Linked DNA regions of Gossypium hirsutum: region 2 is linked to region 1. The links are chromatin contacts, called in public Hi-C maps. All regions are on one chromosome and are shown on one strand. Each heading gives the region's core, a stretch centred on a gene start, on an enhancer-like site or on the middle of the called end of the contact. The rest is flanking DNA. Distances are from core to core; before and after follow the strand shown. Region 1 holds the start of LOC107900359 (protein GLUTAMINE DUMPER 5). Region 2 holds the start of LOC107901643 (ubiquitin carboxyl-terminal hydrolase 18).

What was found. Hi-C and Micro-C count contacts between places; a contact is called where the count stands out from the background.
Region 2: a Hi-C map of leaf shows a contact between it and region 1, with 4 times the contacts expected there. The contact joins the promoter of LOC107901643 here to the promoter of LOC107900359 in region 1. A contact is called at or near these places in 19 of 34 Hi-C or Micro-C datasets (anther, callus, fibers and 4 more).

What each region holds. Positions count from the first base shown.
Region 1 is chrD06:25,813,660-25,818,135 of Gossypium_hirsutum_v2.1, forward strand. LOC107900359 (protein GLUTAMINE DUMPER 5) reads right to left here and starts at 1,389. Exons shown (of 1, transcript XM_016825984.2): 1 at 512-1,389. The coding sequence starts at 1,212. The coding sequence ends at 712.
Region 2 is chrD06:25,993,044-25,996,963 of Gossypium_hirsutum_v2.1, forward strand. LOC107901643 (ubiquitin carboxyl-terminal hydrolase 18) reads left to right here and starts at 1,849. Exons shown (of 11, transcript XM_016827717.2): 1 at 1,849-2,254; 2 at 3,108-3,258; 3 at 3,325-3,413; 4 at 3,532-3,617; 5 at 3,706-3,868. The coding sequence starts at 2,007.

The sequences.
Region 1 (4,476 bases), core at 139-2,638:
CAATGTCCTTTGCTTTATTCTTCCATTTTGTAATTAAATTTATATCATAATTTCTTTTTGTACTAGCAAACCTCTGAACGTCTAATTAGGGTGTTGTACCTTTTTTAGCTTTTGTTACCACTCTTATCTCTCAATCAATTAAGTTTAGGAGTTTTATAAATTTTTAAATAATTTTAATTTGGGTGAATATTATTTTAAGTTGGAATTATTTCAGAATCAAATCATTCCAATTAGAGATTTAAAAATTTCAAATTTATTCTATTCTAAGATTGAGATGTTTCACAATTGTTCCAAGCTGTTTAAATCAGTTTTAATTTGAGTTAAAGCTATTTTTGAGCTGCAAGTAAGTTTAAATTGAGGAATGGGTGAAATTTTGGGGGTCGGGTAACTCTAATTCCACGCCCTTTTCTGCCGGTAAAATCCTCCATGAAGGGATCGAGTTTGCATTATTGTTGTGATGGCACATGAAAAAAAAGTAAAACAGGGCTGGTTAGGCCAACTGCAAAACAACTGAAATCTCAATGTACACAAGATTTATTGTTAAAATTTAGGAACAAAATTCTGTTTTACGTCTATTTTTACCTTCTCTGCAAAATATACATTCCCCCATGATCAAATTAAAAACAACAATTTTCTCGGGACCGATAAGCCGAAACCCAAACATCAACCTAAAAACAAAACAAAACAGAGCTAAGCTAAGCTAACTGGTTTTTAATTTTGGTGTTGGATTTGTCCTGTTTCATTGTTCACTGGGTCGGCAGAATTTTCTGTTATTGTTGTTGGCAATCGTTGATGATTATCATCACTGCTCATATTTGGTTTCACTTTCTCACCGCTTCCACCTTTCTCCGATCCTTGTTCGCCCACGAATCCACCATTTTTATCACCAAACGAGGGAGCCTTATTTGAAACAGGGGTAGCCAAGAACGTAGGCTTGAGTTCACCAGCCATTATCACCAATATTTTCTCCTCGTAAACCTTTACTTCCTTCACTGAATCGCTGCTTTCAACGTCTGTTTCTTCACCGCCATCGTTGTTGGGGGTTCGCCTGTAGGAGCAAGCTAAGATGAAGAGAGCAAAAGCAATGAGACCCAGCATGGCTGCTAGGCCTCCGAAGAGGTAAGGCACGGGTGAGTGCCATGGGGAGCGTGGTTGCGCCATTAAGGGCTTTGGTGCTTCTTTCATTGTGTTGACGTGACCAATGGGTCTCATTTTCTTCTGAGTTTTGCTTTAATGGAAACAGGGTTGTGGGTTGGTGTCTTTTCGGAAATGGAAGGTTAATTTGTGATTCAACCTGAGAAACAGAGAAAACCAGGATTGTTATTTATAAGTAGCAAAAGTGTGATAATTAATTAATGAAAAAGACAAAAATTCTGTCTTTTGATTTAAGGTTAAGTTTTGTTTTGTTTATGTTGTTCTTTAACCATCTTGTTTGATATTTCTTCGAGTTTGGCTGAATTCATTTAATTAATATCCATTATTCGAATTTGAGTTTTAATTAAGTTTTTACCTCTATACATTTTATATACCATTTTAAAGAATAAATAATTTCACAAGAAAATTTAATAAATAAAAACCCACACTTTAAAAAAAAAAATCCTATTAAGCCTATAAGCTTGAATTAAGATGCTTCAATTTAATTTGCTGGATAACTCCAACCATTTGAGTTCAAATTTAATTCCGTAATTATTAAATTTTAAAAGTATAAATATCTGAGGAGGCAATAGACGATGACATGGTGCGACCATGTCGGGCCGAAAACTATTGGACCCATTCCGCAGGCAGCGCCACTTCATGGGTGTTTATATATAGAATATTAGGCATAGCATTTTTGCTTTTGGATAAAATGGTATTGGTGTTTGCCAATAAGATACACCAAACTTAACCTGACGCGAAAGCTCCTGGATGCTCTTTTTTCAATTCCAAATCTTTAAACAATGCATTCCCCCTCCTCCTTTAATCATTTAAAAGAAAATATTGATTTTGATATTGTTGATTTAAGTGAAATTTCGAGTTTTGAGTAATCTCTTCGTACATAATTATAATATATAAACATTCAAAAAATTTCATTTCTTAATCCGTTATGCCTTGTATTATAATATTTTCAACATGTATAATTCATAATCCAATTGTTGCTTTCGCACATGAATGGGATCAAAATGACAAATCCCAAGCTGGATTTTAAGTTGGAATCAATAATTAATCCATTTGAATCTAATCCCATATTGCTTCAACTTGCTGATCCTAAACCTAAGTTTTTTCATTTCACTTGATTGTGAACTTTTTTTTGAAATTTAATTTTATTTATTTAGAATAATTGTTGTATGCATTATCAATAGAATAAACAAAGTTCACAAATAAATTTAGGATCCTACCATGCCTTTATAATATATTAAGGAATAATATTTACTACACTATCACTCAAGTTTTTAGACTTTTTATAGGGTTATAGTAAAATATTTTAAAAAAGAAACAATCTTTTAAAGCTGCCTGAACTGAAAAAAAATACTTTTAGTGTACCAAATATTAACCCATATATTAATAAAATAAAATAAAAAGATAAATAGTTGCATTCTAAACCATTTGTGAATTTTTTGGTTAAAATATGTGGTCAATCCTTTGACAAAATTTGAGATTTAATATATGTACTTAAAAAGCTAAAAGATATGCCCTCTTACTTTTTTCTAAAATAAAAAACACAATCCAATCATTAATATCACTAGTGGTAAAATATCATGGATCCCTCTGTACTAGGAGTCAGATTACATTTTACCCCATCTACTAAAAAAATAGGCAAATTAATCCATGTATATTAGATTAAAGAGAAAATAGTCATTTTGTTAAAATTTTTATCAATTTAATCAGTTAAAAATTTATCCATGTATGTCAACATAAGGTATACCTAGCATATCACATGTCACTGTCTAGTTATTTCATCAATCATGCCAGTTTTTAACAGTATAAATGAATGAAATTTTTAATAGAAAGGACCAATTTATTATTTAATCTAATGTACAAGGACTAGTTTGCTCATTTTTTGAATAGAGGGGACAAAATGCAATTCGACTACTAATATAACGACCTTCATGGTACTTTTAGTTTTATCCATCATTAACATTTTTTGTTAAAATTTTTTGAATTAACACATTGATTAAACTGTCTAAATATAACGTTACATATGATTTACTAAAAATTAATATACTAAATTAATAGATTTTGACGGAAAAAACAAAATTTTTTTTATGTTGAATCTTAAATATAAGATTGTGATTTGTGATGGATACACTTCCTTAGTCATTGATACCCCAATATCATGTCTAGCTGTACCAAAACAACTAAAGGTTCATCTAATGTCAAAGGATTGTCCTTTATTAAAGTTGGCCATTAACCATCATAAGAAGCCAAGGGTAGAGCCGTATTTTTCCACCTTAATTAAGCCAAAGTGAAAATATGTGCTTCTAGAATACAAAACTAATTATTAATTAACACTAAAAATGGTGTATTTAATACAAAAAGTAGGCATTGAGAGAGTAGAAAAGTGGCAGCATATATACTGAACATGGATGGCGTCATTTGAAAACTACATATCGCTATAATGACAGTGGGGCTTATACAATACATCAATAATAGATTTATGAGTACGCATCATGCAGGAGGTTTTGTTAAACGAGAGACAGAGAGAGAGTAAATGTAAGGTTTTTTTTTAAAAAAAAAAAGTAGATATGTAATAATTATGGTAATTATTTGTTTCGTTTTACTTCACTCCTTTACATAAAATTATTATTTTACTTTTATATATTTATAATTATAGAAGGTAAAAATGTAAAATGTGATAAAAAAACTTTTATGTTTTATATTTAAATAATTTTTTGAAGAAATATTCAATTATTTGTTTGTTTTTAAAAAAGATTTAAAACATTAAAAATTATTAGCAAACAAATCAAATCGAGGTGGGTCCGGCCGAGCATCGATATATCCAACATATACGTAATTGGTAATGATTCTTATATGCTAACTCATATATGCGAACTCGCAAAAAAAGATTCATAGATATGGTGAACTCATACATGCGGTTTCATGGTAGAAGATTCATGAATATGGCAAACTCGTATATGCGGATTCATGTAGAAGATTCATAGATATGACGAACTCATACATGTGGATTCATAGCAGAAGATTTATAGATATGGTGGACTCATACATGCGGATTCATAGAAAAAGATTCATAGATATAATGGACTCATACATGCGGAGTCATAAAAGAAGATTCATAAATATGGTGGACTAATACATGCAAACTGTGTCGCGGACTTCGTATAATGAAGTCCCACATATAACTTTGACATAAAACTTAGAGAACAAGTCTGACGGACTTTCATAACTTTCATATTCCATGACTATGAACTTGCTTATAAATATGAGCCTTTAAGCCTTAAACTCCGCAGAGTCTCATACTTGAAAGAGTCCACGTTGGGC
Region 2 (3,920 bases), core at 599-3,098, 180 kb after region 1:
TGATATTTAAAAAAAAACATTGTAGAAAAAATAGTTCAAAGCTTTAGTTATTGTTTTAAAACATTTGGAGCTGGGCTACTAGGAGATCTGAACTATAAAATTCAATGAGAAGAAGGAAATCTCTTTTTTAGTCTTGAAATCGGTACGAAAGGATACTGTAAATGAAAAAATTGGTGGTTATTAAGTACAACGATTAAAGCTTTCAATTGAGAAAAAGAAGAGAAATTTGAATGGAAAAAGGAAAGAGAATAACATATATTGAAAATAGATAATCAAATATGAGAAAGGAAATAGAATAATATATATGAAAAATAGAGATATAAAAGGGTATTTAATATTTTATGAAAAATACATATTTCCGTATTTGTTATTTTCTTTTTTTTTTTCCATATCTGATTCTTTATTTTCCATATATGTTATTCTCTTTCCTCTTTTATATTTGATTCTTTATTTTTCATAAAATATTCAATTCCCTTTCATATTTTTATTCTAAATATTTATTATTCTCTTTCCTTTCTCATATTTGACTTTTCTTCTCTCATCCCTCTATCTTTCTCCCATGTCTCTTTCTCTCTCATCCTTTTATATTTCTCTTATATCTCTTTCTTTCTACTCTCATTTTTCCCTCCTTGAATATCCGTATTTGTAATGAATATTTGAAAAATTACATATTGGTACCACCTAACACGGTGGTGGTATCCAAAATTTTTTTAAAAAGTCATTGATTGGCTAATGATAAGGGGGCGATGTCGCCAGTATGTCAGGTGGCACTGGTGGTCACTGTAGAGAACATATAATTTTCGTACATAAATTTGACTAGGATTATTTTTGTAAATAATTATTTCTTTTAAGTTAATTGCATAAAAAAACCATTCACGTCACTTGTTAAAAGAAGGGTTATATATAGTATCACTTGATTTGTAGACTACTTTATATTAACTTATTACAAAAACTACATCCATAGGATTTGTCTTATTTTGGTCATTTTATTTTTTTAATTTAAGTATTTTAAATAAGATAATTGTGTGAATTAATCATAGCCGTTAAAATTTTCATTTTCTTTTAACAAATTATTGACGTGGCACATTAGCACATTAAATGACTGCCACATGACATTTTCTTGTTGATTTTTTACTAAAGTTTAGGGACCTCCCTTTAATTAGTCCAAAACCTTTTCCCCTTAAACTTTATAGAGAGATCTTTAAACTTTAATCAAAAGTCAAATAAAAAATACCACATGTCAATCACTCAATGCGCTATTGTGCCACATCAGTATTCTGTTAAAAGAAAACAAAAAATTTTAACAACAGTGACTAATTCACACAATTATTTTATTTAGAGTGATTATTAAGAAAAAAGTTTAAAATAATCAAAATAGGACAAACACTATTTTAAAGTGGCTATAAATTTAGGTTACCCTTAATAATATAATCTACTTAAATATGTATATATTTAACAAAAGAGATACAAAAGCAACTATGAACATAAAAATATTTATAATATATACACATGTATCTATACTATCATATAAATCATATAAATTTAAATCTTTAATTGAATTGTTGGGATAAATCAATCGGATACCAACTCACCTTAAAAATTATTAAAATATATTAAAAAATTATATAAATAATATAATTTATTTAAAAAATAAAATGAATTTGAGTGCACAATCGAAATTTAATTAACACAATTATTTATAAATTTTTATCACAATATCAATAATTATTATTACTTACTAGTACTTTAGAAATTAGATACACTTGTGGAGAATTAAAAAGAAAAAAGAAAAAAGAAAATAAATATCCTGTTAAATAGGGAATGGGTTTGCTAATTTTGGCTTAGGGGTTTCGAGAGAAATAGAGTAATTAAATTAAAAAAAAATAAAAGAAAAGATAAAATTGGTAAAGGGGAACTGTGATAGAGTGGCACAGAAAGGAAAATAAAAAATAAAAAAGAAATCGATGAAGAAAAACCCTAGAACCGGGATCGAGAAGGCTGTGTAGATGCATGTCGGCGGAATAACGTTGGATCTGAATTGGTTCCTGCAATTCATTTTCACGCTCTTCATTTTCGCATTTGTGTCTCTTCGCTTGCTGAAGAACACGGCGTCGAAATACTTCGAGGTCGACGCCAATTTCGATCGGGACCAACCAATGCCTTCCATCCCCATGGACGCCGATCACTTCCCTTGCGCCGTATGCTCTAATCCCGCCTTCAAGAAGTGCTCTCGTTGCAAATCCGTTCGTTATTGGTACGCACGCCTTTTTTTTTCTCCAGAAGAATTCGTTGTCCTTGTATGATCGTACTCCTTGATTGCTTTTTTTTTTGGCTGTTAATTGCTGTTGTTAATATTGTTTGAGCTGTTTCTTTAACGTTTCGGGATTATCGAAAAGTAAAAAAAAAAGAAGATAAAAAAGGTTATTTATTTATTTTTCTATGTTTTTAATACTCGTAAGCATCTTAGTGATTAACTGCTTTTTGAAGTTTCTCTAACTGTTATTTACTGGTGGCGTTTCTCTAACTGTTATTTACTGGTGGCGTTTCTCGACACAGTGGTTTAAGTGCTTATTGTTGACATTCGTGGGTTTTCTTTATCTATTTTAGTTTTCTTAATTTACTTTGCTTTTTATTAGTTTGGTTTGTTAATTATGGGTTAGAAAGAAGTGTTTTTGTTGTCGATGTTAGAACGTTTTCCAGGAATTTAGCTTCTTCTTTTAATAAAGCATTTGGCTTGAATTTTTTTTCTTTATAAACGTACTGTTGTGCTTAATCTAGGTTGAGCCTACTTATTGACACTGATTATGTCAATAAACTGAATGCCCAGCTAGTTCAGTGTTGAAATTTTGATCAGTCTATCAGTCAATTATACAAAAAGATGCCTTGATTGTAGTTATATTTGCTTAACTTAACAAAGGCCCCCTTTCTCCCGGTGCTGCCTTGACTTTAAAAGTTCTGCATTTGCTTTCTGGTATTAGAAAATGAGACGTGTCAGATTACAGGCCTGTGGGCTATGATTTGCGAACCTATAAGTTCGTCAACTTATGGTTACATAAATTCTTCTATCAAGTGGATGGTTTAATCTTTATGTTTGCTTCATTTTTCAGCTCCTCAGCCTGCCAACAGGTGGACTGGAAGGATGGGCATAAGACAAAGTGCAAAGTAAATTCAACACAAACTACAACCACCAAACCGTTTTCAGGAGTTGCTCTGGTTCCTGTCAGTGGAACCTCTAAGATTATCAAGAAACCGAGAAAGGTTAATCTTTTGGCCCTTTGTAAAACCAATATAAGTAAATATGAAATTCATATTCAAAATTTTCAGGTTCTTTTCCCATACGATGAGTTTGTAAAGCTTTTCAACTGGGAGAAACCAGGATTCCCTCCATGTGGACTCTTAAATTGTGGAAACAGGTTCATTTTTACCATGCTTATTAATTCTTCTAGTTGAAGCCTTCTTTACATATGATTAGATTAGATCAGTTTGTGTTCCATCTCTATTTGGTTTATCTTTTCCTGTTTGTTTCTGCAGTTGCTTCGCTAATGTTGTTCTGCAATGCCTTGTTTCCACTCGACCGCTTGTTGCTTACTTGTTGGAGAAAGGCCATCGGAAAGAATGTAAGTTGAGAAACTAGAGCTAATAGGTTTTCATCTCTAGGTTCTTGAACAGCATGTGACCTTTATATTTTTTATTTCCATTCTCCAGGCAGACGCAATGATTGGTGCTTTATGTGCGAATTTCAAATTCATGTCGAACGATCAAGACAAAGTTTGCATCCATTTTCACCAATCAATATTCTGTCACGGTTGCCTAATATTGGAGGTAATCTTGGTTATGGAAGACAAGAGGATGCTCATGAATTCATGAGGTTGGTATTACTTTGTATGTGATTGCATTCTCTTTTAACATCTACTGAAATT